Linked DNA regions of Sus scrofa: all the other regions are linked to region 2. Evidence: chromatin contacts called from public HiChIP or PLAC-seq data. All regions are on one chromosome and are shown on one strand. Each heading gives the region's core, a stretch centred on a gene start, on an enhancer-like site or on the middle of the called end of the contact. The rest is flanking DNA. Distances are from core to core; before and after follow the strand shown.

Region 1 (3,259 bases), core at 187-2,686, 170 kb before region 2:
ATATTTTGATTTGCCTTCTTTACTGCAGTTTGATGTTGTTATAAAAATATTTCTTTTAGAATGTGAAACACAGAAAGTATGCAAGGTGGAAGGCAACATATATTCATAATTGTTTAAAGAATGGAGAGACTCCTCAAGCAGGTCCTGTGGGCATTGAAGAAGATAATGGTATGTATTTATCTAAGTGAAATGATTTAGTAAAATTATAATTGTTTAGTATATTATTATTCAGAGTTTTGGGAAGGACTGATACAATTTTGTTTCCCTCATCCGGTCCAAAGTCAGGTGTAAAAATGTAAACTTAGGGACAAGTGAAAAACTGCTCTAACACTTCTCTATGTCAACAAAATAGCTTGGCTGTCTCCTTCCTCTAATCAGATGTTACCCCTACATGGGACAGGCAGTCCTTCTATAATCTATAAAGTATTTCAGACCACAAATAACATTGAATTTATTTCTTATATACCTGAGATGGATTTTTTGAGGAGCGGGGCAGGCAATACATTCACACAGTTCAGAATTTATAGAGTATATAAAAAATAAGAAGTGAGTTTCTCATTTCCACGACCCCCTTCATCTTCCCAGATTTCACCAAAACCTAAACAAGTAAATAATGTTTTTAGCTTTTTGTATATCTTTACAGAGATTATTTTTTATAAATTACTAGTAAATAGGAATATATACCCCCACTTTTTCACAGTATTGGTAATATACACATTGTTCTGCATCTGGTTGGTTTGTTTATTCATTCACTAAGAGGACTATTTAGAATTTATAATGCCACTCAGTAAAAAAAAGCAAACAAACACTGCAGTTTTACATATAAATACTATGTGTAAACTATTTTGCAGCTCATCCCCTAGAAATGCAAACTTTTTTTTTTTTTTTTTTTTTGTCTTTTGTTGTTGTTGTTGTTGTTGTTGTTGCTATCTCTTGGGCCGCTTCCGCGGCATATGGAGGTTCCCAGGTTCGGGGTTGAATCGGAGCTGTAGCCACCGGCCTACGCCAGAGCCACAGCAACGCAGCATCTGAGCCGCGTCTGCAACCTACACCACAGCTCATGGCAACGCCGGATTGTTAACCCACTGAGCAAGGGCAGGGACCGAACCCGCGACCTCATGGTTCCTAGTCGGATTCGTTAACCACTGCGCCACGACGGGAACTCCTAGAAATGCAAACTTTGATGCAGCATTTCAAGTGAGTTTTTTGCTATTTATTCAGGAAGCACACTTTAAGATATGGCCTTGTTTAATCTTTTAGTAGCACATTTTCACACAAAATGCTTCTTAACAGTCATTTTAAATAATAAATACCTTGCATCATACAGTGCTTTAAGGCTAGCAATCATTTTCATATACTTCATACCCTCAGAAATCCCTAAGAGACAGTTGATATTATTCCTGTTTTACAAAAGAGGAAATTGAGCTTCCGCCTGGGTCTTGGCCTTGGCCAGCCTGTCATAGAACCACAAAGAACGAGGACCAGAAATTGAATTCTTACTCTGAGTCCTGTATTCTGTTTACTAACACTACAGAAGCATGATGTAATATTAAGTTGTTATTAAATGTTCAACATGGACTGTTCTAAGATATGGTTATTTTGGGGTTATTTATGTCATAATAGTGAAATTGGATTTTTGTAAGTATATTGCCTTAACTTTATTTCTTTCTTTTTCACTCAATATTTTGAAATGTTTTACATACTTCCCTCCATGGTTTAATGCTAACCACAGTCAGGAGTATTTTATGTCAGTCCTAGTGTTTACAAAACCATTAGTCACTTCCAGTTGCCCACAAAGAAAGATCTAAGATCCTTAGCCTACCAGGCAAGATTCTCCAAGATCTGGCACTGACCTACTTTACCAGCTTTATTTCCTATTCCTGTCTCCTTTTATCTTAGTCCGCTTGGGCTGCCATAGCAAAATATGGTAGACTAGCTGGCTTACAGAAAAGGCTCTTTATTTTCTCACAATTCTAGAGGTTGGAAAGTCCAAAACCAAGGTCCAGCAGAGTCTGTTTCTGATGAGGACCCAGTTCTTGGCTTTCAGAGAACCACCTCCTCTCTTTTTGCACATGGTAGAGTGTTGGGGGGCAGGGCAGGAGAGATCTCTTCCGCTTCTTATAAGGTCACTGTCCTTTCGGATTGGGGCTTCACTCTTATGACCTCATTTAACCTTTAGTTATCTCTAAAGACCTGTCTCCAAATACAGTCACACTGAGGGGTTAGGGCACCATCTTAAGAATTTTGAGGGACAGTTCAGTTCATAACACCTATATAAACCCTTTATTATATCCATAGATGTTAGCAGCCAGAAAGTATCTCTGTCTCTTTATTTAGTTAAAGCCATTTCTCCCTCCTAAAATGTTATCTTTCTTTACCTATCTGAATCTTGTAATAATCTGTAATAATCTTCCTTCATCTAAATTTCTGCAGAGCTATTTTATGTTTGTATGTATAAATTCTTATAAAATATATGTTTAATGAAGTATCTTCATAATATATGGTAAAAATAATTTATAGAGTACTTGCTAGATTTTAGGCCCTGTGTTCAATATTTTATGTATAATCTCTAATTTAGTCCTCATAATTTATGATGGTAGCTGGGGATCCCTATCCAAGCTCTAATAACTAGTTAATGGAACCTAGGATTTGATCCAAATCTGTCTAATTCTAAAGTTCTTGGACTTCCCCTGTGGCCTATAACATAACTACTCGGCATTGCTTCTACAGTGGCTGTGACATGACCCCTGGCTGGGGAACTTCCATATGCTGCAGGTGTAGCCAGAAGTAAAAAAAAAAAAGAAAAAAAAAATAATACCGTCTATGTTCTTATTCTGCGTTTAAGTAGATGTGTTATTTTCCTCAACCAGATAACAAGACTTAATCTGTATATGTCTTCCCCATTGAGCCTCACAAGAAAATGTCCCAATCAACCAAGTCAACGTAACTGTTCATTTAGTTCCCCTTGAGGACATAGTACCAACATTATGAGAAGCACTTCTATACTTCTATAGACATGGTATAGAGCCCCAAATTTGTAGTGACCTCCTGTCTCCCAAGGTATAACCTGTGCTTGCATTTTTAAAGTCTTACATATTTTTAATTCATTTTTTTAAGAAACTTTTTTCTTTTTAATGTCATTTTGTCAGCATTGACTGGGTATCAGAGATGGATAAGACATAGCCCTGTACTATAAGAACTTACATTCTCATGGGGAGCTATAGGTAAATAAGCAGATATAGTACATGTTGGTGAGAGT
Region 2 (3,145 bases), core at 121-2,620:
TTTATTTTAAATGTATTTATGAAAAAAATTTAAATTCAATGTAGTAACAGCGGCAAAGAGGGAATTGAAAGGAATTAATTACTTTTGCCCCATTAATGCAACTCACAAGAGGATTTAGTGCTATCAACTTATTTGGATTGTCATGAAGTAGGATGTGACATGAATTTTGGCTACATGTCAGGATTTTTTTTTTTAGTATAACTTGGGTAAATATTGATTCTTTTCAGTAGCAAGATTTGAAAGAACCAAAGAAAGGAAAGATTAACAGATTTTACCAACTGCCCATTTCTAGCAATCATATTTTTTCAAGAAAATTTGACTTTAAGTGTTGCAGTTAATACTAAGTAAACACCTTTAAACTCCTTGTGGTATCCACGAAAATCAGTGAATATACATAGGCCACATTCTGAAAACAATTCCTTGGTGATAAATATATCATTAGCCAGGAGAAAGAATTGTGTCTTTTTTCTTAACAATCTCCTGGTTTGTAAATCTGTCCCTCTAGAAAAATTTATTGGGAGAAAGACTTTTCTATGAAGAAAAGCTGAAAACAGAACTGAGTACACATAAAAAGTTTGTGCACATTTTAAATATTTTATGTATTTGTGTAATTTGGCATATTTGTAATGTAAGACTTCACACTGATTGCTATTCTGGTCCTTTCTCATTAAATTTGTCGCTTGTATTCACATCATTTTCACTGAAACACACTTCAAATTTAATTTCTGTTGCTATACTGAATTATCATAAAATAGCATTTATAAAGTATTCATAAAGCAATGTCAATTTGCTAAACTCAAAGTACTCAGGAAGGAACAGTTGATAATAATTGAAATACTGAGAAGTGAATGTTAACAATTTTCCATGACAAGGATGTCTCATCATGAAGTTTAGACTCGCTACTATGCAATGAAACTAATGAAATATTAAAGAAAATTGTTAAATATCTTACTCTAAATCCTAACTCTTCGGATTTTCTTTCCTTATTTCCACCTCTCAGCTTTCTGATATACTGCAGTGGAAATGTAGTTAGCCTATAAACATCTTTCCCACAGTGCTGTCCCCTTATCTCCCTTCGTCTTCCAGAGATATTGTAGCAGTGCCAGAGTGGCCTTAGGAGCCTTTGTCTGCCAACATTGTGTGTAATTAGAGAAGCACAGGAACTCAGCCCCAGGGTCCCCTCTCTGGCATGTTATAGTGGCTGAGATTTCCTCAGTCATTTTGCGTTTTAAAGGCTTTTTAGTTTTCAGAAGTTCCTTACTGAAATAGAACTGCCTAAAGGAGAAGTGAGGTTGTGCAAGAAGAAGGCCCAAGTTAAGTGTGATGGGGAGGAATGATGGGCAGAAAACGTTCAGGATCAATTTCTGCCTCCTCAGGAGCTCTTTCTCCACAGGGCACTTGACTAGGTTTTCAATCTGTAACCCTCCCTCCCTATCTCTACTTCCTTTCGTAGCCAAGCTTCCTCTTTTGCATTCACTTTTAAACCCTGGAAATCTAGAGTTCATCATTCCCACGCTACTGAAGGGAGTTTCCATTGAGCTGTTACCAAAATTCCATTGCGAAGTGAAGGGTTCTCTCAGTCTTTATCATTCTGGACCTTTCTGTATACTTGATATGGCCACACCCCCTATGAAACTTTGTTCATTTGAATTCTGTAAGACCATCTTCTACGATAGCTGTTTTTGCCTTCTCAAACCTATAGCACTCTCTCTCTTTTTAAATCTGGTACTTAAATATGGGAATGTCTATGAGTCCATCAAATCTACATTCTGGCTCAGGTGATCCCAGATAACATCTATATCTTCTTCTTCTTTTTTTTTTTTTTTTTTGTCTTTTTGCCATTTCTTGGGCCACTCCCAAAGCACATGGAGGTTCCCAGGCTAGGGGTCGAATCGGAGCTGTAAACACCAGCCTACACCAGAGCCACAGCAACGCGGGATCTGAGCTGCATCTGCACCCTACACCACAGCGCACGTCAACGCTGGATCCTTAACCCACTGAGCAAGGGCAGGGATCGAATTCACAACCTCATGGTTCCTAGTCGGATTCATTAACCACTGAGCCACAACGGGAACTCCACATCTATATCTTCTGTGGAGTACTTCCTGGCTAAAGCTCTTACAAAAACATGTACACCTACCCATGTACCAGATGTCACAGGTGCCTCAGTTCTTCTTACTGGACTTAGTGGTTAGCCTACCCCACCTAAGACTGCTTTTCTTTGAGTATTCCCTATCTCCTTTTATGAAATCATTATGTACTAATTTCTCAGGTTGGAAACCAGAAAATTTTTTTTCTATTCATCCCTTTCTTTCTATTTTCTCTGTACCAATTAGTCACTAAATAAATCCTGTGTATTCCATCTTCACTTGTCTGGTAGCCATCACTTTCTGTCCTCCCTCACTGTACTCACGATATTAAGCCTGAATTACTAACATTATCCACGCTTCTTATGTATCCTCTTTTTAGTTAGCTTGGTGTCTCAAAAGTGATTGGTTTCAAATTTAAATCTAATTTCTCCTCAAGTTCCCTTTCATTTTATTCCCATTTCCTTTACAAAAGAGTTCAAAATGTTCACAGTAATTCATGATGCATTCAGTAGTGTATTTGGCAGAGTTTGAGGACCCACCTACTGTGTGTGGGCTACACCATTGGAAGAAAAACACAAGGCTTGGTGCTCATGGTGTTTACACCTTATAAGGTCCTCCACAGGCTGTCCATTACCTATATATCTGATCACTCTTACCAATTTTCTACAAATGCCCTACTCCAGTAATGCCGTGCCACTGTGGTTCCCAGATGGTTTCACTACCTTCTTGGTATATGTTTCAGTAATTCTCTTTGCGATTAATAACTCTCTCTGGTCTCTTCTGGATCAGTGTAGTGACCCCTCCACTTCTCAGTTCATCTTTGTAATGGATTTCCTGTTCGCCCTTGTCAACAAGCTTCTGGAAACATCCTCCTTTGAATCACTGGGCATCCATATCACTCAGAGAGCTGTGAAGCCATCTCTCATTCATGCCTCTCTGAGAGAAGACACATTGTCTTTTTTTTTTTTTTTTTTTTTTTAAGGGCCACACCTGTGGCATATGGAGGTTCCCAGGCTAGGGATCCAATCAGAGCTATAGCTGCCAGCCGACACCAC
Region 3 (3,493 bases), core at 565-3,064, 200 kb before region 2:
CGGGATCCTTAAACCACTGAGCAAGGCCAGGGATCAAACCGGCAACCTCATGGTTCCTAGTCAGATTGGTTAACCACTGAGCTACAACGGGAACTCCCTAGATAGGAGCTTTTAAAAAATTTCTGGGGTGAACTTTAAGGACAACCATAGTTGAGAATCAAGAATAGGAAAATAATAAATGAGAAGTCATAAGGACAGAGAAATGACATTTATGGTTATGCCATTCTGCTTTGCTTCATTAATTTCTCTACCAACTCAGCAACTTCCGACTGGATAGTAGGAATAGAGAAGGAGAAAGAAATACTATTTTTGTCTGTTCGGTCTGCTACAACAAAATACCACGGACTGGGCAGCTTATGAACTATAGAAACCTGTTCCTCACAGCTCTGAAAGCTGGAAGGTGAAGATTTGGGTGCCAGCACAGTCAGGTTCTGGTGGGACCCTCCTCCACGCTGCAGACTGCTGATTTCTCCCTGTATCTGCAAATGGTGGAGGGACAGTCTAGCTTGTGGGGTCCCTTTTATATGGGCATTCATCTCATTCATGAAGGCTCTGTGTGCACGACCTAACCATATGCCAAGGGCCCCACCTTTGGCATTCAGTTTCAACACACAAATTTTGGGGAGACACAAATATTCAGTCCACAGTACACACGTTCTCAAGTGGTAATGAATGTGTTGCTGAAATTGGGGAGAATACAGAATTCAGTTCATTGCAAAAAAAAGAAAAAAGGCAGCCTCCTGATAAGATGATGTAGTCTGCAAACATGGATAGACAAAAGATGTGGACTGGAGGTTATACAGGACAAGGAGCAGGTTCTGCTGAGGTCACGGGTGGGATAGGATGGGTGGAGTGTGGATTAGAGAATAGGCAGATGGAAATTTCAGAGCTTGAGATCTTGTTTCTTTGAGATGGTGCAATTTCCATGAAAATTAGTTTTAAGATGAACTCTCAAAACTGGGGACTGAGATAAAATAAATAAAGATGAAGGGTATTGGAGGAGGTAAATAAAGAGTAAAGTCCTGAAAAATTATAGGATGGAGAGGAGAGAAAAATAATTGATGTCACTGATGGTAACAGTGATGGGAAAAGTTGATGCCTACCTACAAAGTACGAGTCGGCAGCATTGAACAAGAATTATTATTTGAACGCCTTATCTGTGCAATCACAAGATAATAACTGTCAAAAGACTTTGCAAATAGTTCATCACTCTCCAGAAACTACCGACCTACAAATTATTCATTCACTAGTGTTTGTGGTAACCAGCTCAGAAAAAAAAAGTTCAATTTTTTTTTAAGCTTAACGTGTTTAGTATTTAAGTTAAAAAAGCGGCTGGTTATTTTATCCAATGTGTCAACACAAAAAAGTGTAATTCAACATTTTAAACACATCATCTCTCATCTTACGCAAGAATTGCATTTAAAGTTTCTAAAATTGGAAAGGCTTCTAGGGACTCTATTAGTACAACCTGAGGAACTGGAAGAGAAAATTCCTGAATGATGCCAAAGGCAATTCACGCCTTTACCCTTTCTGCCAATTAACAATCATTATTTTCTTTTTGTTTTTCCCTTTCTATCTTCTGACACAAAAGGGGGGTCGAGGGTGGAAACAAAGAAAATAAAACAATCTCTTTTCCCTTCTGCCAGCAGCCAGCAGAGAGCGCTGGTGCCATAAGCAGCTTAACCGCGAAGCTGCTCAGCCTCCTCGGGGCACTAAACTGCTACGAGCCAGACAAGCGGAGGCTGTCCCTGTTGGGAACCCGTAATTGACCTGCTGTTGCTGAGCAACAGGGAAATGGGCGGGACTTGCTGTGCCCGTGCTTGCGCGCGCCCTCCGAAGACGGAAGCGGAAGTGTCGGCGGCGCGCGAGTAGGAAGTGGTGGTTCTTGGGGTGGAGATGGCCGCGCTTGCTCCGCTGCCCCCGCTGCCTCCGCAGTTTAAGAGCATTCAGCATCATCTGAGGACGGCTCAGGAGCATGACAAGCGGGACCCTGTGGTGGCATATTACTGTGAGTCTGTCCGTGTCGCCGCGGCCCTCATTACCCTCCCGGGCCCACAAAACTGCCTCTTGGTTCTTAAGTCAAGGCCCCGCCCCCCTGGCTTTAGACCTAGCTTTGACCTCTGACCCTCTGACCTTCTGTGGGAATCCCTAGGGCCCCGCCCTCCTCAGGGATCCCCACATTCTCTCTGGAACCCCGCAAGCCCCAGAAAGGCAAAACTTCAAAAGCACGGCGGTGGCCACCAGCTCTCCAGTCTTGTGCTTAAATATTTTTAAACTGATCACATAGGCTCATGAGCTCTTAAGGTTTTCTTTCTGTATGGACGTCCGAGAGCCTCCAGCCCCCACCAGGGTTTCCTGAAAATACCCTGAATATCCTGGAATTAATCTGAGTAGTTAAGTAATTGAGTTGGGGTTAAAACATAGGTAAGTGTCCTAAAGACAGTAGTGATGTGGACAAAAGGGAGATGAATTGATTGAGAACATAGTAATAAGTGCAGATTAATTGTGACAACATGCAAGTCCATTCACAAATTCATAATGAAGAGTAGCTGCTACAAAACAAGCACTTGGGTTAGACCATTCCTCCTTTTGCATCCAGACTACTCTTTCCCACTAATGAGGATCTTTGGTTTTAACTTCTTTGAATAATACCTGGGGCTGAGACGTTTGGTAGCAGTATTCTCACTTTGGTTGACTGTAATACACATAATCTACAGTTGATGAAACACACAGATTAAGTTTGTTCATACTTTTTCCTTTGCAGTGAAGATAGTAGGTCCAGTAAACTTTATTTTATATTACATAGTCTAACTTAATTGCATATAAAACAAGTGACCAAACAACTATAAAGTTTCTGAAAAGGACTTTTAGCTTTGAGAAGCTCAATATAATGTGTCCTCTGTTGTGGACATTATAAGATTAGCTAAAATACTGTCCACTGTTATCGTTGCCATACGCCAGGTGTCTCCCGCTTTGATTTCTCAAATATGCAAGGCCCTTTCAAACCTCTGCTCTCTTCCCTTTCTTGGGTTGTCTGCCTTTTTTCTCCACTTGGAGAACTCTTCATGATTCAGGTTCTTATGTATGTATGTATGTATGTATCTTTTGTCCTTTTTAGGGCCGTACCCACAGCATATGGAGGTTCCCAGGCCAGGGGTCTAATCGGAGCTGCAGCTGCGGGCCTACGCCACAGCCATGACAGCGCCAGATCTGAGCTACGTCTGAGACCTACACCACAGCTCATCGCAATGCCGGATCCTTAACCCACTGAATCACTGAGTGAGCCCAGGGATCGAACCCTCAACCTCATTGTTCTTAGTCTGATTCGTTTCCACTGCGCCAGGACGGGAACTCCAAGGTTCTAATTTAAATGTCACCTTTTCTGTAGACCGTAAGTTAATTACTCTTAAGGCTATACCTTATTTTGTTCAAATCTTAACAGCATTTTCCATTAGACTTGTTTTTCAGGTACCTCAAGCAGGGACCATTAGTC

Evidence for each region. HiChIP or PLAC-seq counts read pairs in DNA pulled down with a chosen protein or histone mark.
Region 1: an H3K27ac HiChIP or PLAC-seq map of alveolar macrophages shows a contact between it and region 2. The contact joins two enhancer-like sites. A contact is called at or near these places in 2 of 47 Hi-C or Micro-C datasets (embryonic fibroblasts and liver) and 1 of 2 datasets of contacts at active chromatin or transcription factors (alveolar macrophages).
Region 3: a contact with region 2 is called in an H3K27ac HiChIP or PLAC-seq map of alveolar macrophages. The contact joins the promoter of VTA1 here to the enhancer-like site in region 2. A contact is called at or near these places in 4 of 5 promoter capture datasets (fetal liver, liver and skeletal muscle), 26 of 47 Hi-C or Micro-C datasets (alveolar macrophages, blood, brain and 15 more) and 2 of 2 datasets of contacts at active chromatin or transcription factors (alveolar macrophages and skeletal muscle).

Annotation. Positions count from the first base shown.
Region 1 is chr1:22,888,573-22,891,831 of Sscrofa11.1, reverse strand. VTA1 (vacuolar protein sorting-associated protein VTA1 homolog) reads left to right here. Exons shown (of 8, transcript XM_021087275.1): 5 at 60-168. Among named protein-coding and RNA genes, the nearest start is that of VTA1, 34 kb to the left of the region's middle. Within about 2 kb of position 1,436, at least 7 of the 83 cell types and tissues checked have an H3K27ac peak or open chromatin away from gene starts, as enhancers often do. A contact at or near this core is called in alveolar macrophages, where this site is marked.
Region 2 is chr1:22,723,291-22,726,435 of Sscrofa11.1, reverse strand. All of the region lies in intron 5 of ADGRG6 (adhesion G-protein coupled receptor G6), which reads left to right. Among named protein-coding and RNA genes, the nearest start is that of ADGRG6, 77 kb to the left of the region's middle. Within about 2 kb of position 1,370, at least 4 of the 83 cell types and tissues checked have an H3K27ac peak or open chromatin away from gene starts, as enhancers often do. A contact at or near this core is called in alveolar macrophages, where this site is marked.
Region 3 is chr1:22,922,182-22,925,674 of Sscrofa11.1, reverse strand. VTA1 (vacuolar protein sorting-associated protein VTA1 homolog) reads left to right here and starts at 1,814. Exons shown (of 8, transcript XM_021087275.1): 1 at 1,814-2,008. The coding sequence starts at 1,897.